Linked DNA regions of Mus musculus: all the other regions are linked to region 4. The links are chromatin contacts, called in public HiChIP or PLAC-seq and promoter capture Hi-C maps. All regions are on one chromosome and are shown on one strand. Each heading gives the region's core, a stretch centred on a gene start, on an enhancer-like site or on the middle of the called end of the contact. The rest is flanking DNA. Distances are from core to core; before and after follow the strand shown. Region 1 has its middle 170 kb from the start of Ccng1. Region 2 holds the start of Ccng1 (cyclin G1). Region 3 has its middle 30 kb from the start of Mir146. Region 4 holds the start of Gabrg2 (gamma-aminobutyric acid (GABA) A receptor, subunit gamma 2). Region 5 has its middle 28 kb from the start of Ccng1.

Region 1 (5,963 bases), core at 1,817-4,316, 1.1 Mb after region 4:
GACATTAAGACCATCCTAGGCTAGGTGGTAAGACTTGGTCTCAACATCCTCCCAAAAGAAAAACTACACTAATATATATATATTTAAAAACCCTTTATTTCAACAAAAAATAAGTTTTAAAATATTGTTCAAATATATGTGTGTTTCATTAGAAATTTTTCACATCTGTGTAAAAATGAATGTCAACAATACATTTTAAAAGTGATATTACTAATACTAATAAGTTTGAGGTAGCTAATACAATAGCTGAGATTAAATAAGTAAATTCCTAGAAAATAATCATGTATAAATAAAATAATGTGAAGCAGAAAAATATAAACATACTTATTAAAGAATTAACACCGAGTATGGTAGCACACTCCTTTCATTCCAAGCATTCAGGAGGCAGAGGCAGAAAAAGTTTTATGAGTTTGATGCCAACCTGGTCTATATAGGGAGATCCAGGCCTGCCAAGGCAACATAGTGAGGCCCTGTCTTGAAAAGAAAATTAAAAAGTCATTGTGTGTCATCCCAAACTCTGGATTCAAGCAGAATTCATTAATTCAATCTATGCAGAGTCAAGGAAAAGGCAGCATAAATCTTAAATGAACTTTACAACAAAAAGAGTACATGTATTTTTAAATATGCTATGAGATTTACATAATTACACCAGCAAAACTTGAAAAATAAGATTTAAAAAAATACCCTCAAAAGATTCCTCAAAATATTATAGAACCTAATAAAAAATGGAAAAAAAAATATTATAGAACTGTCTCTTTAAAAAATCAAATTACTCTCAATCCATAGGAATACATTATTGGTTAAAAAAAAGGGGGTTTATTAGAGCTAAACAATGTTAGTTTAACATTTAAAAATCAATAATAACAACTCACTATATTCAAAGAAAAAGTAAAACCATCTCAGTAAATAATGTGAAAAATCTCTATTATCCTACAGTGTGTTTTATAAGCCTTATGTTCACACTTAAGAACTTGCAATAAACTAATTGCTAAAAAATTGAATTAGAAATTCATGCACCAGCCATGTTTCAGAAACACATTTACCCAAACCTTCAAGGTACCATTCATTTTTTTATTGTAAACAATTCCCAACCCAGAAACAGATTAAGAACTTGAAGTTTCATTTTATGAGACAATAATAATTTTGTTATGAAAATAAATTAGAGTGTAATAAAAGAAAATTTAAACAGTCTCATTTGTGGTGATGAAAGGAAGAATCATTAGCTAAATTAGTCCAGCAAAATATTAAAATAATTACCAATGGGTGAGGCTCCAGTAACACAGATGTGGCTTAACATTAGAAAATGATACAGAAAACAAAAAACAGTGGTTGTCTGCTCTCACAATTTTACATTGTTCTCAAGATCTTACTCAATACCAATAAACTAACAAACTTATTTAATCTTGGAAGCTGATACTCTTGTATACTCAAAGATGAGATTTCAACAAAAATAAGTACTACAGATGATACAGCTACTCACTGTTAAGTGAGTTGCCAGCCAGTCTGTCCTTTCGATGAGATGTATGTAAAAGTAGATGTTACGTAAACTTAAATGGATACTGATAGCAGTAAGCCTCCGAGATGACAATTACATCTGGTAAATAAAAGTTACTTTTACAAGTGGGGTCAACTGTCCCCACCCCCACCCGTGTGTGTGTGTGTGTGTGTGTGTGTGTGTGTGTGTGTGTGTGATTATTTTTAAAGAAATCATTTGAAAACCTTTCTATTCTTTCAAATTGGGGAAGATACACATAATAAAACAGAAAAACTATATCAAAAGAAGAGAAAGAACACCAAGCCAATTAATTTGAAATAATAGTATAAATAATACAAGAACGTGTCTGAACAATGTGAAATGTAGCGGAGAGCCCCACATAGCCCAACACTGCGTTTTCAGCAATAGTTTTGTCAAGATGATGTCGTTGTGTAGCTGTTTCTCTGCACTGAAAACTTCCCTCTTGGGCAGAGGAAAGGTTCATGAGACTCCTTAACAACTAGGACTCAGAGCACAGCTCCTGGATGCTATCTGTGCAGTACCCATTGCAACTCCTCGGGTAGCTGCCTGCAAGTTGCTCTGGGAACTCCTCTAACACAGTCCATGTGAATCTCGCTCACTTAAGGGAAGGGCATTTACTAAAGCAACTGGCAGAGCTACCCCAACGTTTGTAAGCTGGACTTAAACTGACTTCTTGTTTGTTTGTTTGTTTGTTTGTTTGTTTGGTCCAAAGCTTTTATATCTGAGGTAATCAAAGAAAGATTCCCCAGGAGAAGTTAGTTATGCAACATCATGCTCTTTTCTGCCATACCAATAAGCAAAAAATAACATTTCGATGAAATTAAAATTCATGCAATGTGCTTTTTAATTCAGACTCTGCATTTATCTCAAAAAAATAAAATAAAATCTGTTTTCTGTGTTATTTCTTACAAATGTATGCAAAGCTTTGATTACAATGGAAATGGCACACAAGTTGGAGTTAAGCTGATACAGGATCAAAACCCACCTCTTCACTTCAATATGTGCATACATTACTAAATGTTGTTGGCCATGACCTTCAGGGGGTTCTAAATGGAATGAAAATGAAGTAAAACTTGTGAATTTCTGGGTACAGCTGCTCTTCTGATACCTCTTGTCTTTTCCATTTCGAAGCTGATCTGGGTGGAAAACACTTTAATTATTCCTTAAACCTAAAGAATGCTAAAACATAACAGAAAACAGCAAAAGATATCACTCGTTATACATATGATAAATCTGAGGCTGGGTAGAGATTTGAATCCAAGGGAGAACAGATAAAGTAAAACATTCCCCCTCTATCATCCCTCCTAAAACCCAAACTACAAGATAATGAAAAGGAAAGAGCTCGACTTCCAAACCTCAACGGGGCTCCTGGCCGAGTTTATCATATCCCGTTAATTTCCATTTACCTAGGCTCCACCACAAGCTATGCGAGGTGGCAAGCCAGCAAGTTGGATGAAAAGCGACTCCTTTTTTTCCTCTTGCTTAAATTGCTCCGTGTCCTTTTGCGAACTACAAAAGCTTGTATGAAAATCCTCCTGCTGAGGCCAGCTCTGGGACGCAGCTCAAGGGCTCCACCTTCAGTCGCAACGGAAAAGGAACCATTCAAAACCATTCCTTTGAGTTCTAAGGAGACAGATCTGGAATGGTTTTATTTCACGAAATGCAAATCCTACAGTCTTTGGTTTTGTTTTGTTTTTTACAAATAATATGGGCCAGACACTTATCTACTATGCACAGTAAGCCAGATAATCTTAAAGTGTGCAAGACTGACTATAAATAACTCAAGTAAACTGGTTGCTTAAACTACCTCATGGTCTTTCATGTCTTCAGGACTCCTGTCTGCTCTTGTGTTATTTAGCTGCAGCACTAGCTGATAAGCTTTTCATTCCATTTCTCCTATGATATTTACTATTGTTTTGTAGTGAAGGAAATGTTATTTCTTACCTAACATACCTGTTGATAAACTGCCAGTAGGTTTTGTTTTTTTTTTTTTTTTTTTTTTGACAGTTTCAATAAGTATATTGAATGGAATTATTCTTGGAAGAAATATTCTACCTTGACAAATGGAAATGATTCTCAGCTCTATTAAAAGGCATTGCTTAAAGGTTAAAGATTAATTTTCCAAGAGGCACTGGTATGGAATACAACAGACAAAAAAGAAAAGAAAAACACAGAAAATTAGTCCCATAATTCCACAGAATTAAACCCCCAAATTGAATTCCCACTTAAATTAAACAGTTTATTTAGTTAATCTCAAAATGAATGACTCCATGTTTTCTATTAAACATATCTTGTGGGGTTATACTTGAGAACAGTAACTAAAATGTTTAGATGTGTTTAGAGATTTTTTTTTCTTCCTAATGGGAAATTAAACTTACACATTAAAACTTACAGTTTTCTATTCACCTTATAATAGTGTTTTTTTTCCTTTTTTCCTTTGTTGGGGCCCCAGACATACCTCTAACAAAAGACGCCATAGAGAAATGTGAGTTTTGTGCCTCTCACTACTGTGAACGAAAATTACTGGAATTGTTGACAGAGATTAGAGATTAGAATTGCAACCTGTACAGAGTTTGGGATGTTGAAGATCCAAAAGCTAGTTATCACATCTTGGGTTAGCAGTTTTTGTCCACCTTTGTGTCATAACTAACATCTTGTAACTAATAAATAGAAACATTTGGAATTAATTAACTAAAAGTACTACTGGTGTGCACTGACCCAAAAACTAAGAATGTTATCAGGTAACATCCTGGGGGTATAGAAAAGGTTTCCCCCATCTGACTCTCACCACCTCTCTGATATATCCACCAATTTATTTTAAACTTGTTTGAATTTGTGTCTTTCTTTGCTCTGTGAATCTATAAAACTCCTTTCCCATTAGAATATGACAACTGGCAACCTAAATCTATGTTCCTGGGATGTGGTCACTAAGAATGGCTTCAAATAAACTAGCTTTTCTCTTTTAGATGAGAGCTGTGGCTTTTGTATCAAAACTGGTAAGAAAGAGGGGATTACTACTCTAAGAGAGCAAGAATTCAAATAAAGTTCAATTTTTATGACCCAGAGTTTTCATGGTCCTTATGTATCTACAGACTCTTTTAAAGGAGTAAATATTTGAAGCTCAGGGTAATTTCTTCTGGCTGAGCTTCATAACATTCACAAAATATCTTCTATTCTTCACAGTGATCCAACGGTTTGGTTCTTTAATGAGCCCTTGCTTTGTTGTTGAGAAGACAAAATACAAGTAAATCTAGTAAATTCAGCCTGGAGGCACACACCTGTAAACTCAGCACTCAAAACCTTGAAGAAGGAGAATCATGAATTTGAGGCAAATCTGGGCTACAATAACTCCATGAGTGGATGATAGAAGACAGACAGACAGACAGACAGACAAACAGATAAAATAAGGGAGATAGATGAACACAGAGTTATGTCGGCGGAACTAAAATCAAAACTCTTAATACCTACAACTATGCCCTATACAGCAAGCCTTCTATTAATTCTGCATGGACACATCCAATTCAAAATAAATATTTGAGTATTTCTATTTAACAGACATTATATTGCATGAAAATGCAGCATGGGCATGCTAGGGTAGATCTCTAAGAACTAAGAACAATTTCACAAAGGCTGGGGACCACCGTATTGGAGAGCAAGTGGGAAGACTGCTGAAGGTGTTAGACAAGCTCTTAAGTGAGACACAGCTGCATTCAAACCCCAGCTTCACTACAGCCTGCTGGTTAACCTAGGTCAAGTACTCAGCATTTCTAGGCACTATTTTTTTAATAAGTTGAAAAGAGAAAACACCAAACGGTTCTCTGTATTAGAGCTGCTGCATTAAATAAAGAAAATATCTAATTTCATATATATATATATATATATATATCAACTCTGTCAAGCTTGCAGACAGGAGCCTGGCATGACCACCTCCTGAGAGTCTTCATCCAGCAATGGATGGAAACAGGGTGCAGATCCACGGAGAAATATCTGGGGGAGCTCAGGGAGTCTTGTGGAAGGGTGGGGGATAGAACTGAGTGAACAGGAGAATTGAGGACAACATGAGAACACCTACAGAGTCAACTTACCTGGGCCCATGGGGATCACAGAGACTGAACCACCAACCAAAGAGTATGCAGGGGCTAGACCTAGGCCCCCACACATTTGTAGCAGATGTCCAGCTTGGTCTTCATGTGATTCTCCTAACAACTGGAATGTAGGGGTTGCCTCTGACTCTGTTGCCTGTCATTCTATTCCCTTACCCTATCTGGACTTCCAGGTTGTGCCTCGGTAAGAGAGGATGTGCTTAGTCCTTCTGGGACTAGATGTCCCAAGGTGACCTGGTATCCAAGATGGGGCTAGGGGAAGGAGAAATGGAGAGAGGGATTTGTAAGAACAAGACTGGGAAGAAAGGGAGGGAGAGAGGCTGCAATTGAGACCTAATGTGAAT
Region 2 (5,899 bases), core at 3,183-5,682, 1.2 Mb after region 4:
AATCCCAGCTCTTAGGAGGCAGGGGCAAGTAGATGTCTTTAAGTTTGAGGCCAGCCTGTTCTATAGAGCAAGCTCTAGCAATTTCTAGGACAGACAGAGATACATAATAGAAAGGGCCTGTCTCCTATATATGTATATACATATACATTTATATATAGAGAGTAACCCACTTCAGAATCATCAAAAAAGAACAGTATGAAACAATTTCAATATTATCCATAATTAAATAATATTTGAATTTCTATTATATTAAATCCCTTTGGCCAAAAGCCCAGAGGTGAAGTCTGAGTCCAAGGCAGATGTGTCACAAAAAAGAAACAGCATTTATTCACACATTCAAGACCAGTCAGAAACAAATATGCACTGGCCATATACATCTTAAATTAACTTTTGTTAATCTTGTAACCTTGAAATTTCATCATTATATACAGAGTATTTTAAACCAGGGTTGAATTATTTATATATATATTATATAATTATATTATATATATAATATTTATCATTGAGTCAAGGTAACAATATAGAACTCAGTCATTTGAAAACTTCCTGATAGGAACTCATGATCAAATACAGGCTTTTTAAATCATTATTAAAAATAGATTCTTCTCTTATACAATACTCTCCAACCAGTTTCCCCTACCCCTCCACTTCTCCCAGCTTCCCTACCTCCCCTCTGCCCCAGATCCATTCCTTATTCGTTTCTGTGAGAAATGACCTCTAAGCAGGCCTCCAAGAGACAAAAAACAATCATGACAAAACAAGACAATGCAAAGAGCCCTTATATCAAGGCTGGACAAGGCAACTCACTAGGAAGAAATGAGTCCCAAGAGCAGGAAAAAAACAGTCAGAGACACATCTGTTGAGAGTCCCACAAAAACACCCAGCTAACAGGTGTAACATACACAGAGAGAGCCTGATACAGACCCAGGCAGGCCAGTGCCTGCCACTTCAGTCTCTGGGAGCCTATATGAATGTCCTGCTTAGGTGATCCAGTGCCCATGTTTTCCTAGTGTCCTCCATCCCTTAGGACTTCTACAATCTTTCCTCCCCCTCCTCCACAGGGTTCCCAATATTTTAGGATAGGGGGGGCTGATGGAGGATGTTGTCCTTAGCAATGGAACCCCAATGTCAGTTTTCAGACAGTGACCTTCTGTCCCAGCATGAGCCTGTGTTGTTTAGGATCTCCATGGGAAGCCCTCAGCCAACAACTCAACCAAATTCAACCTAGCTTCACCAGTGGTTACAGAACCTAAGTCTCACCTAGCTACAAAAGATGACCAGGTCAGACTCAGTATCTCCCGTTACTAGGAGTCCACACTAGGGTCACCTTCATAGATTCCAGCAAGTTTTTACTACACTAGGTTTCCACACACCCCACCCCAAATGCCCCCAATTCCAGCTGTCTCACCACACTCTCCCACCATCCCCTACCTGATTGTTCCCACTCCCATCCCAACCTGTCCCCCCCTCCCCCCGAAGTCCACCTTTAGAATCTATTTCCCCTTCCCAGGGAGGTCCATGCATCCCCACTAGATCCCTCCTCTTTACCAAACCTCTCTGGGTCTGTAGATTATAGTTTGATTATCATTTACTTAGCAGCTACTATCCACTTATAAGTGAATACATGCCATACTTGTCTTTCTGGGTCTGGGTTATAATGAAATACTTGCTTTCATACTTTTACAAGAATAGATATTTGCTTGTTTTAAATTCTGCACCTCTTTTAAATTACTCAAAAGATGCTCTCTATTCCAATATTATAGAATCAAAGTTACAGTACTGTGTCATAGACTAGAACTTCTCTCAGCCTTGGTCAGAAAAGTCTCTTACCAGGATAGTCGCTATTTAAAGCAGAAATTTATAACTGATCAAGGTATTGAGAGTAAGCAAGTATAGAGTGCTCAGCTCTGAGCAGGACTTCTGTAACAACCCCTCCAAGGCCTAGGAATACTAGGAGAGGATGGAAAGGCTTTCAGAGCTGAAGGGGCATGGTGCCATCAAACGCTATCTTCTGGACATGACATGTCCATTGCAGTCAGAAAGTTACAGTATTTGTGACTGTGTTCATAAGACCAGAACACACACACACACACACACACACACGCGACAGCAGAGGCCAGAAAGACAGCTCCAAAGTTTAGAGCACCCGGGTTGCAACTGCAGAGCTCTAACATTCTCCTCCCCATTTCCTAGGGCATTGCACAAACACCCATACATACACACAAATATATAAATAATTAAAAATGAAAGTAAAGTGTATTTTAATTGAAATAGAAAAGGAGAAATAAGCAAAGACTGCCTATTATATTTGTTTCTTAAACGTGTCAGTAAAATAATTTTCATATAAAGAATTGAGAATTAAAAAAGAAAACACAGGATCCTAAGAGAAAATATTTTTTAACACATAATGTACTGCCAACAAATTCTCAACAGGAATTTTAAACATAAGACGTAGAAGGTAACAAAAGTCATTTGAAAATTCTTATTAGCATTAACACTCTTTAAGCTTCCTTCAAAGTTAAGAAAACCGATAAAAGAATAAACAGAACCAACTATTTACATAAAGCACTTAAGAACACAGTTAATCATAAAAGGCTACCATTTACCACATGCTTCCCAGCACTTAATCTTCCCACTTATATAGGATTAAGACATTTCTCCTGCCTATTTTTGAGCAGCCAAGATAGAAACCCAAATTGAAAAAAAAAAAAAAATGGGAGGAGAGAGATGGCTCACTAGAGCATGTCTTAAGTTGGGATTTTATTGCTGTGAACAGACACAATCATCACAGCAGCTGTTATAAAGGAAAACATTTCACTGGGGCTGGCTTACAGTTTCAGAGGTTTAGTCCATTATTGTCATGGCAGGAAGCGTGGCAGGCAGACATGGTTCTGGAGAAGGAGCTGAGAGCTCTGCCTCTGGATTCACAGGCAGCAGGAAGAGCAAATGAGCCAGTAGGTCTGATTTTGAGCTTCAGAGATCTCAAAGCCAATTGCTACTGAAGCACTTTCTCCGACAAAGCCACACCTTCTAATAGTGCCACTCTCTATGAACTTATGGGGGCTATTTTTATTCACACCACCACAGAGCACTTATAAATTACTGGTTTTGTAGATTTACAGAACCAGGGATCCAAATGAATACTGTTCCTTGGTCAACTCACAGCTAACTGCCTGAAATGCCAGATCCAACATCTCTGGTCTCTGAGGGTAGCCACATTCCTGTGCCATACATTCCCCACTTCACCAACACCCCCAGATATAATTTTAAAATCTAAAACTTTTTTTTTAATTAAAGAGAAAAGGCCAGGCATGATGGTGCATGTTTTTAATCCCAGCACTAGGAGAGTCAGAGGCAGGTGGATCTCTAAGTTCAAGACCAGCCTAGTTTACATAGCTAAGGAGTTCCAGGACAGCTTGGACTACATAAAGACCCTGTCTCAAATAAAACATCACTTGTATCTAGTTAATGACCGTTATGGACGGCCAGCCGGCTTGGCTCTTTCTTATTTTCATGAGATGTACTGGAATGGACAAAATCCTGAACACCACCGTCACCACCCCAACTCCTCACCCTCACCCCCACTGCAGCCATGCGAGCTGAGAACCTACTCTCTGTGCATTGCTCCTGAGGACATGCCCTTCCCCGCTACCCCCGAAAGGAGTCCAGCAAGAGTTCAGGATAATTATTTTTCCGTTAACCTGGTAGAGAAGAGGCTTATAGAGATTAATTTTGTAAGAATAATGTTCCTTCACACCCTATTCTGAAGCCTGAGATTCGGCTCACTGCAGATGGGGTTTTCCAGGCACTGTTCTTTGCTGTTTTCTGCCAGACATATGGCATTTTAAGTCACTGATGATAGTATGAGGGTGCTACAAGAACAAATTCAGAAAATTAGCAGAGGACCAAGAAACTACATACTCTGACATCATTGTAACATCTGAGAAGTTTTGCAAGAAACAAAATAAGATAACGATGAACTGATTCCTAAAACTCAGAGAGAACACTCTAGAGAAGCCTATAGAGAACACTATAGAGAAGCCTACCATCTCATTATCTGTAAAGAGAACGAAAGCATTTTTTTTTTTTAACTTGCCATTGTGTTTTTAGAAAGAGGGGACTGAGCTGCAGTGAACAACAACAAAAGGAAAAAAGCAAAAACCAAAACAATGCAAAACAAAAACCCTCACAGTACATTCTGGTCCGCTACCCAGACCAATCTGGCTAATAGAGGCCAGACCTGCCCGGGCAAGCCTTGGCACTGAACACTCAGTTCCGCAGCTTAAGGAAGGACAGTTCGGAAATGCTCCAATGAGAGAGGCTGCGAGAGTCGGGCGTGGCTCGAAAGGGGAGGAGAATTGAAGTCTGGACAACGGGAAGTGTGCGCTGATTGGCCGAGCTTCCTCAGAGACCATCCATCAAAAGAACCACACCAATCAGCGACGTAGATGCGTCCCAGCTAGAGAGCCAGGTCTCCAGCTTGTTCCCCCACTGCCCGGCGCAGTCCTTCGCTGCGCGCTGACCCCGAGGAAGGCAGTACTTGGTCAGGGCGCTGAGGGACCCTCCACCGGGACGCCGGCCCCTCCCCGGGCCTCTGCTCACTTGACCCCCACTCCCTAGTCCGTCCCCTTAGTAGGCCTGTCGGATCGGGGACGTGGGGCGAGCTGAGAGCAGGCCCGGGGTGGGTGGTCACCGTGGTGAAGACGTGGCTGTCAAGGTGAGAGGGGACTATGGGGTGGATCTCAGAACCCTGCACTCCGGAACGCAAGCCCGGGCTAGTCTGCGCCTAGAGAGAGGCGCAGCGGGAGCGGTATTCCTATGTCATGCCTCCCAGTCCCAACCTGCACCCCTGAACTGAGTTAGTGGTTCCTCACCAAGACGACCTTCCTGTCACATCTTTAAACTGCCCAGGGAAGAATCGTCCTCTGTATCCAGGGCTTAGGTTGTGCCCAGGACTCAGAGGAAGTGTAATGCATACTTCCACCAATGCAACTCCCCAGCTTCACCTAACTTTTTCTTTTGGTTTTTAAATGGCGTTAGACTATTCGGAGCACTGAGTGCTAAGCACCGTGCCACACTGAGTCATATCGTGTGTTATTCACAGCCACTCCAAGAAACAGATGTTGTCACCCTCATTTCACAGGTGTAAAAATAAGCTCATTACCTGGAAATAAATGGGCACCTGTGTGCTAAGCGGTTTGTGTGACTCCTTTTAAGCTACCCAATCTATGAGCTATGAGATTGTAGGTAATAATCGTATTTCTACTTCATAGGTAAGGAACTAAGGTTCACGTTGTTAACATATATGGCAGAGTATGTACTATCATTTGACTTTTAGTTTGGGTGTATCATGTGGGGCAGTATCTATTTGTGGCATGTACTGACAATGAAGAAGTCTTTGCTTAAGTAGAGAAAAAAAATTTTTAAGCCATAGTTTATGTCCTATACAAACTCACAATTTAGGAATGTGACCTACTGGGAGAAGGTAAAAATACTTACAGACCTTGGCTTTGCAGTGTCTTCGTCTTAGACGTAATGGAAATGGGGTGGGGGGTGGAGGGGGCATGCACTATAAAGCACTTTTTGCCACAATGCAGAGATAGCCAGGCAGGGTTCTTATGCTCTTTTCTGGGTTTGTTCTATTTATAGATGATAGAAGTACTGACAACTGACTCTCAGAAACTGCTACACCAGCTGAACACCCTGTTGGAACAGGAGTCTAGATGTCAGCCAAAGGTCTGCGGCTTGAAACTAATTGAGTCGGCCCATGATAATGGCCTCAGAATGACTGCAAGATTACGGGACTTTGAAGTAAAAGATCTACTTAGTCTAACTCAGTTCTTTGGCTTTGACACGGAGACATTTTCCCTAGCTGTGAATTTACTGGACAGATTCTTGT
Region 3 (5,348 bases), core at 583-3,082, 1.3 Mb before region 4:
CGAGCAACAGTCCCATCTAACTATAACACGAATGAGCCGCATCAACAACCAGCATGGCGTGGTAACCCTAAGGGGGCAGTAGTGGCACACATGCCTTGGCAGTAACCATCAGGTCTCCAGTTGGATTTAAGACAAGTCCAAGGCTCAACAAGAAGGAATTCATGTCTAATACAGCTAACTACTAGCTAGCCTAATCTAGCTAAAGACTCAGTGCTGGTTAGAGTCTTGGTTAACTGGAGAAGAGTCTAGAACCATTAATTTACTAAACCAGCACACTCCCTAAAAATCGAAAAACATTTGTTCTTATACCTACAGGTAACTGTAGTCTTTACATCAAGGAAAGTGCTGTTTGGAACATATGGAGACCACTACAAAAAACCCTCAGCCAATCAAAGTGCAGGTTTGTGGACTCCAGTCCCTGTGGATACATCTACAAAATCCTCCCACGTGTAAGGCTGAGAGAGCATTGTGAAGAGGGGGCAGAAAGATTGCAAGAGCCAGGGGATCAGGGACTTTGATCTAAGATTGTGTCTCCTAGTAATATCAGAAGCTGTACTCATGAAGTCTCACCACTAAGACTGTCCAAGTGTGAGCTGAACAAGGATGGCACCAGTGGACATGACAGATTGGATAGGGGAAAGCCCATGAAGTCTCAGCCCCACATAAAGAGCTCTAGGCACCTGAATAAAGCAGAGAGTGGGATGGGGTGGACCTCCCCAGGGAAGAGCATACCAGATGGTTGCCAAGTGCCACACTGCCAGCCCTGTAAACACACATACAATTAATCAGACTAGCTAAACAGGTTGCATTCCTGAATACGTTCTATCTATCTATCTATCTATCTATCTATCTATCTATCTATCTATCTATCTATCTATCTATCAATCTATCTATCTATCTATCTATCTATCTATCTATCTATCTATCTATCTATCTATCTAATACATGTAATGACAATTAGTGAAAAAGAGGACATAGATTTGAGGGAGAGTGGGGAGGGCTTGGAGGTAGGAAAGGGAGGGGAGAAATGTAATTAAATTAAATAAAAAACATTGACCACTGTTTTTGTTTGTTTGTTTGTTTTGGATGGCATCAGCCCTGAACCTTTAACAAGTGCAGAGCATCCTGTGATAACTGACCCAGGCATCTATAATGGGCAGGTTCCTGTTGACCCCACCTGTGCCCTTCAGGTTACTCTCCTTGTCTTTGCTGGGGAAGAATTTTGATGTCTTTCAGATTATCTTTTCCAGCATTTCCATTGTTTAGCAAGGGGAGATGGCTTCTGAGCTCATATGAGATCTGCATGCGAACACAGGCTTTTGGAGCCACCTGCTCTGCTGGCTGCTCATCATAGAGTGTAGCTGGGAAGGAAAGACAAAGGGACCTCGAATTTCTCTGTGCGGGCCATTTACAGAACATTGGGGAAAATGCCTCTTGTTCACTATTTTGTGTTCGCTGTGTCTGTATTCTGTGCTTCAAGTATCCAAAATACTGTCCCCAGATAATAGCTTATATGGTACATTTGGTCTGGTCCTCTTTCCTGTGTCCCTAAACAGTTTAAACCCTCCATATCCTCTTCCTGTCCTAGTCCTGCCCCGCCTTTGTGTTCCCCCAGGACTATGTTTCCCAAGGGTGATTGCCACATCCTGACAGCTGCCCAGTCACAAGCTAAATATAAACCCTTCAGACAGCAAGTAAGCCCCTCTGGTTATCTGCTCCTTTGTGTAGCTTATTATCCTCCCAAATCAAACTCCAGAGGAGACTCACAGATCATGCATGCTGGGCAGGGCCGGTGGGGTGCGTGCGTCTGACTGGGTAAACCAAACAAACGAAAGCGTTGTGAGTCAGCTGTACCCTTTCAGCAGAGCGCCGGGTCTGCACTTCAGACAAACCCTCCAATCCTCAGACGTTGATTTTCAAAGCAAATTGCTGCATGTCGCATCAATACTGGGAGCAGATGTAATAGTCTGGTGAGCTGGCTGCATGCAGCCAAGTGCAGGGACATAGAATCAAGGGCAGAGAGTAGCTGGCACACTGAGGCTTGTATTATCTATATGGCTCTGCCTTCCTTACAGGACCATAGGAAATGGAGGCACGGTGGGCAGAGGAACCCAGGTCTCTGGTTGTCTTAGAGACTGCGAAGCCCAGGGCTATGTCTTTATAGTGACCCATGGTAAGGTCTGGGGCTGCATATGGCCTTCTGGCTGCGAGGATTCTTAACACAGAGGGCAGCTTGGGATCTCCAGGGGCTACAGGCTTAGTCAAGGCCAAAAGCTGTCATGCTGAAATAGCCAAGGCCTGAAGGAAAACAGATTTTTTTTTTTTCTTCCAGAAATTGGTGGTCTATTTCAAACCTTGTGTGCAAATGCTCAAGAAACAGGACCAAGGGAGGAATTAATGTTTGGAAAAGGCTCTGGGGTTGATGCCATTCTGCAATTTTTCTGTGCCTGGATTTCCCTCATGTTTCTCTAGAGGTTCACCTTCTTGGCCACTACATGTGGTCCCAGGACCTTGTTTCCTCTCACATTGTATTCTCTCTCCTAACGATATAACCCTAGCTAAGCCAAGCACTTCTTTCCACTCCTCCTCCTCCTCTTCCTCCCTCTCCTCCTCCTTTTTCTCCCCTCCTCTCCTCCTCCTCCTCCTCCTCCTCCTCCTCCTCCTCCTCCTCCTCCTCCTCCTCCTCCTCCTCCTCCCCCCTTTTTCTTACCCGAGACAAGAGCTCACTGTGTGTTACCTAACTAGCCTGGGGAAACTCAGTATGTAAACCAGGCTGACCTTGACCTGACCAATATCTTTCTGCCTCTGCTTCACAAGTGCTTCCATTAAAAGGAGTGTGCCTTTAGTCAGGCCCAACTTTCCCCTCTGTTTCCATGCATCACATTTAAATACAAAAGTCACGTCTGTTTCCTACCAGCTGCAAATGGAATACCTGACTTCACCATTTGGATGTCTTGAAATCAGCATTTTGAGAGTGAGCCTGCAATCACCCATCTGTGCTTTCTGATGTTTCTTACCTCATTGAACAGCAACCACAATGCAGTTAAATAAGTCAGAGACTTTGTCGAAATCTCGTATCTCTTCCCCGCTTGCAATGCTGTGCTTAGCCTTGCGTTGATTACTTGACTCAGACATATTTTTAACCTGCCCACCTTTCCCTTTTATGACTCTGACTCCTTCTGAAACTACTACCGTGTCTTGCTTGGACTAACAGATCAACTGCAACCCCTAATTCTTTTTCTTGAACTCACTATAGCTCCCAATTAACCAAAAATACCGTCCTCAAAAAGTGAGTTGAATTCTTTATTCGCCCTTTCTCTAGTGCTCCCAATCTGGTGTTCGCCTCTAGGTGACTCTGATAGTAGAGGATAGTGAGATTCCAACATTCTTATGCCCTTACTCTGTCTCTCTCTGTCTCTGTCTGTCTGTCTGTCTGTCTGTCTGTCTCTCTCTCTCTCACACACACACACACACACACACACACACACACACACTCTTATACTTTAGTCTTATTTGATATCTCCTCTCTCCACACCCTCCTGTAGTTTGCTCTTTTCAATGTAAGGACTTCACCCGTTTTCTTGGAAATGGCTTGTGAGAGATGAATTAGCTTTTACAACTCAGATGAGTCGGATGGAGCAAATAAACGTCTTCTGGCTCTTCAAGCTAACCAGTGGATGGGGCTGACGCTCCCGGGGACTGCTCTACACCAACAATCTGTGAGTCTGGAGCTGCAGCATTTCAGCAGAGGTGTACGTATAAACATTTCAAAGGGCATTTTACAGAGGAGGTGGGAAGAAGGTTCACAGTGATGGCTGTCTTTCTTTGTGGGATTGACTCTCTCTTTGTTCCTTGGCTGCTCTGTGATGGCAACTTAGAGGTCAGAGCTCAGCTTGCTGGTCATGGTTTGAACTTTTCTGGGGGCGGAGGGGGGGGGGGAATAAAAGTTGGAGGAATGAAGATCTCATTGTTTAACAGCAGACAGTAATGAAAGGCAAAACAATCTACCACAAAGAAAGCACTGGGGCCGCATCTAGCAAGAGCAGGACAGCCACAGGAACAGAGGATGGAAAGACAAACCAACCAACTGACGGACAGAACGACCAACCAACCAAAACAAAGTAAACAGCTAGCCAGGACAGCTCCCCATATCTGACCCCTGCAGTTACATCTGAGAATGCACATGTAGGTGATTGGATTTTCTTTGGCTATGAGTTAAAGTTTATGCTGAGAAGATTGTAGCAGGACTGAATGAGCAGGAAGAATTTACCTGGAGATGAACTTTCTCTGACTGGTCCTTAGGCTGGAAGTAAAAACACAGACATTTCCTTACCATTGGCATGGATATGGCAAACAGGCAATCTATGAGCCACATAGGGCATGGGTGGTTAGATAGCGTTTACTCCCCTGTGTGTCCCTGATTGTTTGCATGCTTGTGGCTGACTTGAACATTGGTATCATCAGGACTTAAAAGCCAAATATGGTTGTGATGGGAAATGGTATGGCAAGCGGTTAATAATGTCTGCTGTGGCTAGAGAATATGGCAATGGGGCCGCAAGTATCCATCTCAAAATTGGGTCCACCACACATAGTGAAACTGGAAGCCAGAGAGACATGCTTGCTATTTTTTTTAATTAGGTATTTTCTTCATTTACATTTCAAATGCTATCCCAAAAGTCCCCCATACCCTCCCACCACAACTCCCCTACCCACCCACTCCCACTTCTTGGCCCTGCCGTTCCCCTGTACTGAGGCATATAAAGTTTGTAAGACCAAGGGCCTCTCTTCCCAATGATGGCCGACTAGGCCATCTTCTGCTACATATGCAGCTAGAGACACGCGCTCCGGAGGTACTGGTTAGTTCATACTGTTGTTCCACCTATACGGTTGCAGACCCCTTTAGCTCCTTGAGTACTTCCTCTTGCTCCTCCATTGGGGGCCCTGTGTTCCATCCAATAGCTGACTGTGAGCATCCACTTCTGTGTTTGCCAGGGAACGGCATAGCCTCACAAGAGACAGCTATATCAGGGTCCTTTCAGCAAAATCTTGCTGGGGTATGCAATGGTGTCAGCGTTTGGAGGCTGATTATGGGATGGATATATAGCTCACTCTCACCGGAACTCACCCGGTCCTGATAGCACTGCATTCGTCCTTTCCAAGGCCAGTGCCTCTGACAGCAGAGTTACAGTGAACTAGATCAAGTGACCCTCGGCAGCGCCAGGCAGATGCTGAAGCTTCTAGCTCATGGAATGGTAGGAGATTTACTCAGAGCAGATCGGGACTCATCTCGGGACTGTGGTGCAGAAGCTGCACAATGCAAAAGGCATTTGGACTTGATCCTGGAGCAA
Region 4 (6,007 bases), core at 1,891-4,390:
GTTTACCCTGATACGTAAAATATTATCTTTTTGTTGTCGTTTTCTGATTTTTTTCCTCAATTTATGCCTTCGGGGGAGCCTTCTGAGACTTATCAATCAGATTCTACTTTATTTAGCTAACTTCTAGTGTTGAGTAGTTTTCTTCCATTTGGGGCTAAACAAGGAAATCCTAGGAAAATAGAGAGTAGGTTTTACTCATTTAAGTTGCCAGAGATGAGGTATAATCTTAGAGCTAATTTAATTATTTAATTATTTAATTCTGCAGGTAATCTACTTTAATTTCTTTATACCTTCACATTATATCATAGACTTTTCTAATACTTATTAGTTGTTCAATTAATAATTCCCCAAAAGTTGCAAATGTCTTCCTACTGAGTTTTTGCCAGAACTAAAATTTAAGTCATATATTTGAATTTCTCATAAGTAATTGCTTATATATCAAACTTTTAATATTTTGAAATTTATTTACTTATTTAATTATTCTGTCTCTGTCTTTGCCTCTCTCTCTCTCTCTCTCTCTCTCTCTCTCTCTCTCTCTCTCTCTCTGTGTGTGTGTGTGTGTGAACGTGCACGTGTGTGTGTGTGCATGGTGTGTGTGTGTGTGTGTGTGTGTGTGTGTGTGTGTGTATGCATGTGCAAGTATGTACTTACTTACAGAACACTTGTAGTGGTCAGAAGATGACTTTTGGGCAAGGACAGCTCTCAAGAGTCAGTTCTTCTCTTTACCTTATAGAGTTAGTCTTTCTGTATGTTTCTGCCACTACATAGCTTGCTTCAATCTACCTATCCACACAAGCTTCTGTGCAATTCTTTTGTCTTTTGCATTTTATGTTAGGAATGCCTAGATAATGGAACCACTCGATTGAATCTGTCGCTTTTCCCTACAGATATAGCCTACTGGCCCACAATGTGCAATCTCATAATTTGCTTCTCTGAATATTGATCACAACCCACCAGTATTCTCACTGCTTCAAATTAAGATCAAATTTAAAATTTAACACAAATAACACTAACAACAGCAGAAGCAATAAATATAAATAGTATCATATAATGGCAGTTCCTTTTGTAGTTAAATGCAGGTGAGTGGTCATTTTCTTCATTTTTACATTCTAGTATATTTTTCAAATTTTAATATAATTTAATTCACATGTATGCATATAGACATGCATATAATTTATAATAAAATGAGCCTCATTTTATAAAGTAATGGATATAAACTTAATAAAATAGATAAGATGATTATGAAATAAGTTATTAAATAATATATTTTATGAGTATGAGATATGGCAATATCAGAAAACATCAAAATAGCTTAGTTCAAAGACTAGTCATCAGATAAGAAGATCCACTGAGGCACATTGAAGCCTACTAGTCAAAAATAGTACAATTAAAATTCTCTTAACATGTGAGAAGGCATTCTGTTAATTGAGGTTGATGATAATTTGTGGAGATTATTATGAACATTATCATTTGGTTGAAAGATTACTATTATGTGAAAATTTGTGACTGATAACAATCATTCTCTTGGGGTTCACTATGTGAGTGACTAATTGAATTTATCTGAGAAAGTACTTTGGAAATCCTGAAACGTCCCATAGGGGAAACGACAGATTCTTCCCACACAAGTACTTACATCATCTAGAAAAAATTAGCGAATTAGTGGGTTGCCTAACTGCTTGGTTGGCCACTTAGGATATTACATAAAACTCTCTTCACTCAATTTATTCTTGTAACTCTGATTGGAATTAAGTGACATGTGTATTCTGATAGCCACTCCAGTGGTTATGGGATCTAATATTTTTGTGATCTATAACTTGCCTCTTTCTTTCACATCACTTTTTTAAGCATCTATAAATATGCCTGTAAGCTTTATTCTTAATGCTATGGTGAAATTAGATATAGTCCTCAACAATGTGTAATTGTAGACTGTCTCTGACCTGAATAAACTGCATTTGTGAAGGGAAACCCTGGTCTACCTGATGTAGCTGAGTGAGAAACATTTCAATGAAAAGACATTTAAATTTGTTCTGCCAATGTTGAAATCACAGTGGGAAGAAATCCATTGACCTCATGTGAATGCTGTTTTTATTTTAATTGGATTTTGTCCCATGCAATGAAATAATTGAGCTTAAGGCTACTGTCATGCAGGTTTCCTTGATGTATCTAACAGAAGCAATCTCCTAGTCCTATGTCATAGGCAGAAGCCATCAACATTTTTTTCCCATTTTTCTCAGGTGTAATTTTGAAGGTAAGGATGGAACTGGGATCCTATTATCTTATGTTCAATTCCCACATTTTGGACTTCTTATTCAAATGCCATTCGTATAGCATGATCTTTTTTTCAGAGAAGGTTTGGTTTAGACATGGAGCACTGGCAGCTTTTATAAAAATGTTGAGACAATTACCTCCCCTGTGTCTTTTAATGAACATATTGCATATGAAATGCTGATTCTACAGGAAGTGGAAAGTGCTTTGCCATCTCCTGCCCCAGGATATGAGAGTATGGCCGATTAATTAGGGTAGAATAAGAAGAGAGTTCCTCTGTCCCTGTGGCTCATTTGATCAAGAAAGAAGAGTGTTAATACAGGGATTTCCAAGACGGATTCCAAAAACATGTAAAATTATTAAGAAAACGAAGGACAGAGCTTATAGAATTGACAGAAGTGTCTCCCATTGCCCAATCTCCCACTGCTTTACCCACTGGTACACACAGGCATAAGCAAACCAGGGCCCTATTTGGTGATCTTGGTTAAGCACCTATCTCCATGGAGCTGTGTTGGTTAGCATTCCAACAGATTGACTTTCTCCATGCCTTATTGTGTCAGTGTCTTTTGCTTCCCTTCAATTTACATGCACCAAACCCTTCTCTCAGAAGATGGTTTGCAAAGCACAGCTACTTTTTCTCACTGCTTGGTGCCCCTCCCCCACACGATGCAATGATTTAAGTTAATAACATTGTTCTCAAATAGGGCAAAACTAACCCTCTCTCTAGTAACTCTGTTCCTAGGAGTACTGAAGCATCTCTTTTTGTCCCGTGAATGGAAATCCTAGTCTGCTGCTACAGGAAAGGGTTAAAGAGTGCTGGCAAGAATTCACGCATGTGTTAATTCTTCCTGCAGACTCACATCTCTTCCACTTTGACCTCACAGTTAATCTGTGAGAGTTAATCAGGCAAAACCTCTACTGAGTGATTTTTTTTCCCACACAACAGAACCAGACAAAGAGAGCACAGCCCCATCTAAAAAGAAAGAAAAGAAAGAGAGAAAGAAAGAAAAAGAGCAAGTAGATAAACCTAAAAGGACCGACCCTTGGGAATTCCTGTTAGTGCACCGGGCATGAATGTGAGCGCCTTTCTGCTTCTCTCATTTGCCTTCCTGTGTACATCTCTGCGTGTACCATCCCCCTGCCTCAATTCTATTATCCTCTCAGACTTGGAAGCTGCTGCCTGAGCTGACGCTTTGATGGTATCTGCAAGCGTTTGTACTGATCTTTATTTCTGCCCCCTGAATATTAATTTTTAAGCTGGTAGCAATACATCTCTGAGTGACGGGACCTACTAGAGGCAGGTGGGGGGAGCCGGCATCAAATCATCAGCATAATAATAATACAAAGGGGAGGGATTCTTCTGCAACCCAGAGGCGAGAGGCGAGAGAAAAAAAAAAAGCGATGAGTTCGCCAAATACATGGAGCATTGGAAGCTCAGTCTACTCTCCTGTATTTTCACAGAAAATGACGCTGTGGATTCTGCTCCTGCTATCGCTCTACCCAGGGTAAGATGGGCCGTTTTCAGCGTCGTTTGGCTCTAGAGAGATGTGGGGGAGATAAAAGGTTGTGGAAGCAGGGAGACCACCCAGATTTGAGACACTCTTTTGGAATTTAAGCGTCACAATTTAGGGAAGAGTGACTATATAGGGTAGCAGAGAGACGGAAGAGAGAGGAAGGACATATTGGTTTATTTGTTAATGAACTAGGTTTTATTTGTTTGTGTTTTGTTTCAAAGAGCTTAAGCTCGTTTCATAGACTCCGTGTTCGGGGAATAGGTTTTGAATTTGCTGCAATCTGATATGAAGTGGGTTGTGCTTGCACACGCCGGCATTTGAGGCCATATTGAAGGCATTTGGGTGGGGGGTCTGGAAGAGAAAATTACAAATGGGGTCCTGGCGAACACAAGCGTGATCTGTGTGAGGGAGGATTGGGGGCGGGGACAGAGCTGTTTTTATTATACACTACAGTCTTCTTTGGTCCTGCACCTGAGCTTTCAGTCAGCCAGGTTTTCTATCCAGCCTCATTGACCCGGCAGCTGAATCCCAGTGAGGCAAACACGATTCAGCACCAAGGACAGCGGTCCAGCTAAGGGCCTTATGGAAAGAGGCTTGTCAAACCATGCAGCAACCCTAAATCTACAAAGGACATCCATGTAGTCAGGCCACTGGGCCAAAATACAGCAGAGAAGCCTGGGGACCCAGCACGGGTTAATGTTACTCCTACCTTCAGATGGGAGGGGGACTACTGCACATGAGGTACTGAATATAGTTCAATGAATGTATAGGAAATATATCTGGAGCAGAGTTGGCCTGGTTGCAGACTTATAAAAAAACGTGCTCATCCAAGTAAATTCAGTGTCCAAATTGTGAAGTATGCATGAGTGATTTACAGTCTTCCTGCACAAACAAAAGTGGGGCGAACTGGCTGAACTTCTGAGGATGGGTGATCCCAGAAATGTGTTTCCTCTAGATTATTAACTACTTCCCTGAAGTAAGCCTATGAGAGCAGAATCTCTCCATGCACAGATCACCACACTTCTATCCATGGAAGTAGCCCTCACCACATTACAGTTTCCAACGAGAACTAACAGCAGGCTGGACGTCCACATTTTCCATGGCATGCACTTCTGTATTAACATTTTGAGACAAACCACTATACAAACTACTCCAATGGTTGTGGCCTCCCCAACTTCTGATAAAGGAATCTATGGGAAATATCAAGACACTACACCAAAGTTTTCTTGGAAGGTGATGTAGTACTTATAACAACAACAACAACAACAATAATAAGCTTTGTTGCAGATATCTATACATTTTTCTGTCCTTCTTTCTCTAGTATTGGTGATAGAACACATTGATTTTGGACACAGAAGAGAGTCAAGCAAAGCAAAGAGTAATATCTCCACTTTCTCAATTCAGGCAGGCAGCCTGTGCTTAGCTCTTACCCCTTCGCCACTTTTCTTGTTTGTTTGTTTGTTTGTTTGTTTGGTCCCCCTCCCCTTGGCAATAGACACTGAGTACAGTAGATAGTTTCATTAAGAACTACAGGTTGAAGAAGTTGTACCAGAAGAGGAGAGAAACACTGGGAATAATATCAAAAGTCATAAACCATAGTAAAACCATTAAAATATTTTCTATTCAAAATCTCCACATATTTTCCTATCATATTTATGAAAGTTAGTAAACTTTGTTTTGGGAATCAGAGCATCAATAAATTGAGTCTATCTTCCCTGTATTTCTTCAACCCATGAAACCTGTGGAATAAAATCTAGACCAGGCAGGAGAGAATGTATCTGTTTTTCTTATTCCCATTCATCTTAGTAAACACTTTGTAACTGACTGCCTGAGTATATTCTTATGTATTTCACCTCCAAACATTCTATTTTAACCCAAAAATATTACATTATTATTGCACGTGATGCAAATGTATTTAAGATAGTTTTTCTCTAACAACTCCACTTTTTGAATAAATTTTCATCTAAAAACTGAAACTTGATGTTACTTGATTTTATTATCTTGCAATCGTAAGAGCAGCTTAGATGGGCTTTAACAGAATTTTAAATGATGGATTTATGCGTTACAAGAATTCCAGACAGATAGTTTTTGTATCCTCACAGTAAGGTTAGAAGAAGTAACTACTGTAGTTTGGTTCAGTGTATGTGATCAGAGTTCAATTTGCTGCAGTTCCATAAATGATTTGAATGGCTGAGCATGCCATTAATCTCTAAAGTTGGTTCAGAGGT
Region 5 (5,468 bases), core at 2,814-5,313, 1.2 Mb after region 4:
ACATCCCTCCATGGCCTCTGCATCAGCTCCTGCTTTCTGACCTGCTTGAGTTCCAGTCCTGACCTCCTTGGTGATGAACAGTAGTATGGAAGTGTAAGCTGAATAAACCCTTTCCTCCCCAATTTGCTTCATGGTCATGATGTTTTGTCCAGGAATAGAAACCCTGACTAAGGCAGTCCCCCCAGAGAAGAAACATCAAAGATGACTCCCAGAAGTCAGTGAGAGGCATGGCACTGATTCTCCCTCCCAGTCCAGAGCTGGGATCATTCTTGCCAACGTCTTGACTCTGCACACCCAGCCTCCAGAATAACGATGCAATAAATACCCATTGTATAATTTGTGGTACTTTATTACAATAACCATAGAAATCTATGTTAGGCAACAAACACGTGAGAAAGAAGAGAAGGACGTGTCACCTATAACAACAATGTGGCTACTTCCTTATTGTATTTTCTCTCACAAAGAGTTATTTGATTCTTTTCAGACCAAATAAAAATCACTAAGTGAGAAAATTGCCTTTGTGACACAGATTCAAAACTCATCTGTTTTATTCTGTTAAAACTAGATTTGCTCCTGGTGTAACTTAGGAATTATCCAGGTAAGAGCCTTAGCTATCAACTTAGGCTGTTCATTGTGATGTACACATGACCTCAAGTAAACTAGCTCAGGACACCTTGGGCTGTGATGATTTAATTTCTCTAATTAACTATGCTCGTTGATCAAAAAAGCTGGGGACAAAGGTCAGGCTTTCCCCCTTCCTCTAGCCTACTCCATTTGGTAACTAGCTTGGTCCTACTTCTAATGTCTGCCATGATCCTCCTTTCAATGCTACCTGGATCCATGTGTTTTGCTCTACTCAGGATGGTGTGAGAGTAAGGATAACATGGGGAAAGCAAAGGAATCTCAGCCTCTGTGAGATTCCAAGTGTCGGGTAACCATCAGGATGCTTCCTCTGCCTAGGAGATTATCCAAAGCTTCTCACCATTGCTGCTGTAAGTGCATTGGCATCCCACCTAGCCAAGAAAATGAGATGATAAATCTGTTCTTCCTAATATCTCAGCAGCCACCAGTGTCTCTTAAAGGCTACTTTACTGGTAGGACAGTAGGAGTCCTAGCTACCTGCTCAGTGCTGAATTTGGGCATGAAACTTATTTGCTTTTTATCACCAGTAGGTAGCAAGAAAGCAGAATTCACTGAAAGTGGCTGTCAAGATTGCAAGACAGCCTGGGGAATCTCAGATTGCTGTCATCGCAAGCTCACGTGAAAGCGCAAGCAAACATAAAAGCAAAGCATGGTTAGGGGTGTAGCATCACTCAGGAAATAAGCACCCAGTTTTGTTTTTGATACTGTGATCTTTTTTATTAGGAAAGATGGCTCTTCATCAATAGCAGAGGCTCACTCAGAAATGCAAAGAACATGACAAATGTGCCAGCATATGCATTTACAATGACAAATGCCAAGCTGTTTTATGTAAGAAGACTTTGCGATGCATATGGCTGAAGCAGAAATAACGCTGCAAAGCCTCAAGGAATGTTCTCCATTTCAGCACATTCTTTCTCATTCCAAGCCTGCCCGATCCAACCAGCAGACGTACTTTGCTTCAGGATTGCTTATGCCTTTCGGTGAGCCCACGAGATTTGGAATTGGACCTCTCCTTTTGATTCTGCAACTCTCTTCGCATAAATTGTTCTATTCATTTCAAACAACCATCCCTGCAAACGAGGGTTATCTCTACCCTCACCCATTACTAACTAGATGGGCCAGTCTTCATCATGGTTTCATTAGACTCGCCCTGTTTTAAGAAAAATCAGTCATTGATCCCAAATGCCATGTTTTAACTGGCAGGGCCTGCCTCAGCTGCCATGTGAAGAGAGAAGATTCTGAGACTGAAGAGAGAAAGTGCACACAAGAATAAGCCATTCTCACTAGGAAATGCAAAAAATCACCAGCTATGCCATTGTATCTCTCCTGTGTACCACGAAATTCCATATTCTTTTAATTATTATCACAAACGCACAGGTCATTTTAGTCCTACTGTCTTGTATTTAGTTACTTTGTCACATGATTAAGTTTGTTTTTATCCACATAGTAACTGCCTGGCATTGCTCAGAGAAATGAGGTTAGCAAACTTAACTTAGAAAAAGACAATTCTAACCTGACTCATTATGAAACATTAACACATGCACTTCCACTCTCTAGCCAGATTGCCTCAAAAGGTAATGAATAAAGACGGAATCAAATGAGCCATTTTCATGAAGCAGCAGATGGAAGAGGTAATTTTTCAAACATAGGTATAGGTCTATAGGGTCAATATTAATAAACTACAGCGACTTCAGATAGTAAGAGTTAGAACATTCCAGAAGATTCTGGGGGGGGGGGGGAATGGTGCTTCAGGAAGGAAAAGGCACCAAAACCAATCTCTTACTTTTGAATTTCTGAGCGTGGATGTTGCATGTAAGGAACATCCTGTGAACAAGCTGGTGTTAGATTCAATCCTGGAATGTATAGCCTTGAAAGTGAAATTCACAACCAAAAAAGAAAAAGAAAACCCACATGAATTAAAGCTCCCATGGTCTATTTTTAAGTATATTTTGGAGTGGGGGTAGGGTTAAAGCCAGCACTTAGAAAAGCATCCTTCTCTTGGCACAATGATTTATGTGTTTCAGGTTGGCAGGAAGACTTCACTTCCAGTGATATTCTCCAATTGTTAAAATAAAATAAAAAAGTCCCTACTGCTTTCTTTGCAATCCATAATTTTGTGTTTTTAATTTAGATAACTGAAATGTCTCAAAGCAGAAATAAACTGCATATTCATGAGCCCTGATTTGCTGTAATCATTATTTCTAACGCTGTGCATCGGTGAAGACTTGAGTACCAAATCCTATTCTTGGTCAATTAAATCAGATGACTAAAAACTGAGAGAGCAGGGGACCTCGTTCTTCCTTTCCTCTTTGAAGAATTCTGTTGGTCTATCAGAGGTCAAATGTCCTTGCTCCCAACCAGGGCTGATAATTAGTTGTTTCAACATTGGCAGGAGGGATAAAAGTCTATTTAATATGCTAACTACGGGACTGTTAATTTTTCTTCAATAAGTTTTTAGTCATAGACAGCCAAGGGACCAAAGGGAAAAGATAGTATGTTAAAATGAGCTGAGTAGGTGGCTGGAGAGATGGCTCAGTGGTTAAGAGCACATGTTCTTCTTGCAGAGAACCTGGGTTTGGTTCACAGTGCCTCGGACAGCTCACAGTCACTTTTAACTCCAGATCCAGTGGATCTTACAACCTCTTTGGGTTTCTGTGGGCACCACATTCATAGACACATACCCATGCAGAAAAATACACATATCCATGTAATTAAAAATAAACTGAAAGTCATAAAGAGATGTCACAGCTTCCTTAGCCATCATCCTAGACTAAAACAAGTATTTAATTTAGGTTCGTTATTCCAAAGAGAAGGTGTGCATAAGAAAAAGGGGTTCCAGATGCCACCATTGATTTGCCCGCAGAAGCCCTCTGTAAAAATAATTAATAGTACACAAACCAGGCTGTGTAATCTAGATCTATTATTTACTAGATTTAGAATGTTGACAGAAGTACTTCAGCTGCTTCAGGAAGCTACTTCATCTGCAAACTGGGGGTGAGATATTTATATCATAACATACTCAACTAAGACTAAAAGATTTACATTTTATGAAGGGCCACCATAGTAATTGAGCAAAGTAGTAGATCAACAAATGATCTTTAGTTGTGCTGTACCTATTTTGGCTTTCTGTTTCCTCCAAGAAAACACCAGCAAGAAGAAACAAACACAGTTGAGAACTGAAATTTCTTGAAATGTTCATGATTTTTTCCATAGCTGAATAATATATCACTGTGGTGCCTATGTACATATTTGCATTATCTGTTCATCTGTGGATGGGAGTCTATGCTGTTTCCTTTTCCTTGCTCTCATGAATATAGCAACAATAAACACGTGTTAGTGTCTCTATGGTAGGGTATGGACTCCCTTGGGTATATGCCCAGGAGTGAAATAGTTGGACCATATGGTAGTTCTATTTTTAATTTTTGATGAGTCGACATACTGATTTCCATAATGGCTGTTCTAATTTGCATGCCCACCAGCAGTGAATAAGGACTCCTCTACCCAACATTTCTCTTAAAGTTTGTTGTCAGATTTCTTAATGATATCCATTCTGACTGAAATGAGGTGGTACCTCTAAGCAGTTTTCATCTGCATTTCCTGGATGATTGGGAATCTTTAGCCTTTTTAAAAATGTATATTGGCCACTTGTGTTCCTCATTTTGAGAACTACCTATATATGTTCTGACCCTATCTTTAACGTAAGTCTTTTCAAAGGTCTTAAGCCATTCTCTCTCTGCCAGGAGCACCTGGTGATAAATGAGCCTAATGTAATCAGTCCACACAAAAGTATGATTCGGGGCTGACTAGTTTCAATAGAAGGGGGATTCATAAAGCTGCAAACTGACTATGCTGAAAATACACAATAAACGAAAGTAAATAACATTCTCTTCTGAGCTATTCTAAGACTGGTGGTAGACGATCATGAAAATATGCACTAGATAAGTAAGTAATATTTGTGGGATAAAAAAGAGAATAAACTCTTGACTCTTTTCAGAGAACAAGAGGTAGAAGGTATTTTGAACATCCCTGACCTTGGATCTATCTGATGACAAATACTCAAGTATTTTTATGCATGTTAGTTTCTATATAGAGAATAGCCCAGATGTAGCAATTCTTCTGCCTAAACCAAATGATTGCATATGTTCATTTGGTAATGGAAGTGGCTACATTAAAATAAAACACTTTGCCCTTAGCTTACGTGTGTGTGTGTGTGTGTGTGTGTGCACATGCATGTGCACATGCACACGTGTCTCCAGCCATTTGGAAAGTTCTTATATACTAAACCTCTTTGGAAATATTGTTATAATTCATTTTAAAGAAATATATTACATAGGAAATAGTTTCACATATATACTGAGTTCCTAGTCAACGTAGTTTTTTTTTTCTTTTTTTTTTTAAGTGTGATGAGTGCAGTAGAGATTAAATAACCCTGGGAATGATGTATCCACATTCTTATTCCTTAACAATTTGCTATTAGCATCTGGTGTAATTTGACTCAAACTTTTTAAAGCACTTTGGTGATTAGGTAATTTTCCTCTTCAGCCTTCAATTCTTCCGAAGCTCATCTCATTCATGAATAGAGTGCATTAATATTAAAGTTTGCGAAATAGCAATCTTGGGTAGGGGGGTACGTATGCCGTAATTATTCCTTCCCAGAAGTGACTTCATCATTGCCCCAGCTATCTGATGATCAATCGGCTGAATAATAATGATGAGAATTAATATTTATTAAGCACTTAAAATATGCCAACACAGTGCCAAGCACTTAACACACCTCATTTAATTCCTATAGCAACACTATGTGACAAATATTATCTCTATCCTGT

What was found. Promoter capture Hi-C pulls out the DNA fragments that hold promoters and counts their contacts. HiChIP or PLAC-seq counts read pairs in DNA pulled down with a chosen protein or histone mark.
Region 1: a contact with region 4 is called in a promoter capture Hi-C map of hippocampal neurons, with 8 times the contacts expected there. The contact joins the enhancer-like site here to the promoter of Gabrg2 in region 4. A contact is called at or near these places in 12 of 39 promoter capture datasets (the 3T3-L1 cell line, the C10 cell line, cranial neural crest and 7 more).
Region 2: a contact with region 4 is called in an H3K27ac HiChIP or PLAC-seq map of embryonic stem cells, with 6 times the contacts expected there. The contact joins the promoter of Ccng1 here to the promoter of Gabrg2 in region 4. A contact is called at or near these places in 2 of 39 promoter capture datasets (cranial neural crest and hippocampal neurons) and 2 of 115 datasets of contacts at active chromatin or transcription factors (astrocytes and embryonic stem cells).
Region 3: a contact with region 4 is called in a promoter capture Hi-C map of hippocampal neurons, with 7 times the contacts expected there. The contact joins the enhancer-like site here to the promoter of Gabrg2 in region 4. A contact is called at or near these places in 5 of 39 promoter capture datasets (cranial neural crest, hippocampal neurons, liver and 1 more) and 1 of 115 datasets of contacts at active chromatin or transcription factors (SST interneurons).
Region 5: a contact with region 4 is called in an H3K27ac HiChIP or PLAC-seq map of VIP interneurons, with 5 times the contacts expected there. The contact joins the enhancer-like site here to the promoter of Gabrg2 in region 4. A contact is called at or near these places in 5 of 39 promoter capture datasets (the 3T3-L1 cell line, embryonic stem cells, frontonasal cranial neural crest and 2 more), 1 of 484 Hi-C or Micro-C datasets (cerebral cortex) and 1 of 115 datasets of contacts at active chromatin or transcription factors (VIP interneurons).

What each region holds. Positions count from the first base shown.
Region 1 is chr11:40,924,449-40,930,411 of GRCm38.p6, reverse strand. No RefSeq gene overlaps it. Among named protein-coding and RNA genes, the nearest start is that of Ccng1, 170 kb to the right of the region's middle. Within about 2 kb of position 3,066, at least 13 of the 459 cell types and tissues checked have an H3K27ac peak or open chromatin away from gene starts, as enhancers often do. A contact at or near this core is called in hippocampal neurons, where this site is marked.
Region 2 is chr11:40,753,819-40,759,717 of GRCm38.p6, reverse strand. It overlaps Ccng1 (cyclin G1), which reads left to right and starts at 4,432. Exons shown (of 6, transcript NM_009831.2): 1 at 4,432-4,717; 2 at 5,650-5,899. The coding sequence starts at 5,650.
Region 3 is chr11:43,341,360-43,346,707 of GRCm38.p6, reverse strand. No RefSeq gene overlaps it. Among named protein-coding and RNA genes, the nearest start is that of Mir146, 30 kb to the left of the region's middle. Within about 2 kb of position 1,832, at least 46 of the 459 cell types and tissues checked have an H3K27ac peak or open chromatin away from gene starts, as enhancers often do. A contact at or near this core is called in SST interneurons, hippocampal neurons and pre-B cells, where this site is marked.
Region 4 is chr11:41,997,990-42,003,996 of GRCm38.p6, reverse strand. Gabrg2 (gamma-aminobutyric acid (GABA) A receptor, subunit gamma 2) reads left to right here and starts at 3,140. Exons shown (of 10, transcript NM_008073.4): 1 at 3,140-3,770. The coding sequence starts at 3,667.
Region 5 is chr11:40,780,611-40,786,078 of GRCm38.p6, reverse strand. No RefSeq gene overlaps it. Among named protein-coding and RNA genes, the nearest start is that of Ccng1, 28 kb to the right of the region's middle. Within about 2 kb of position 4,063, at least 6 of the 459 cell types and tissues checked have an H3K27ac peak or open chromatin away from gene starts, as enhancers often do. A contact at or near this core is called in VIP interneurons, where this site is marked.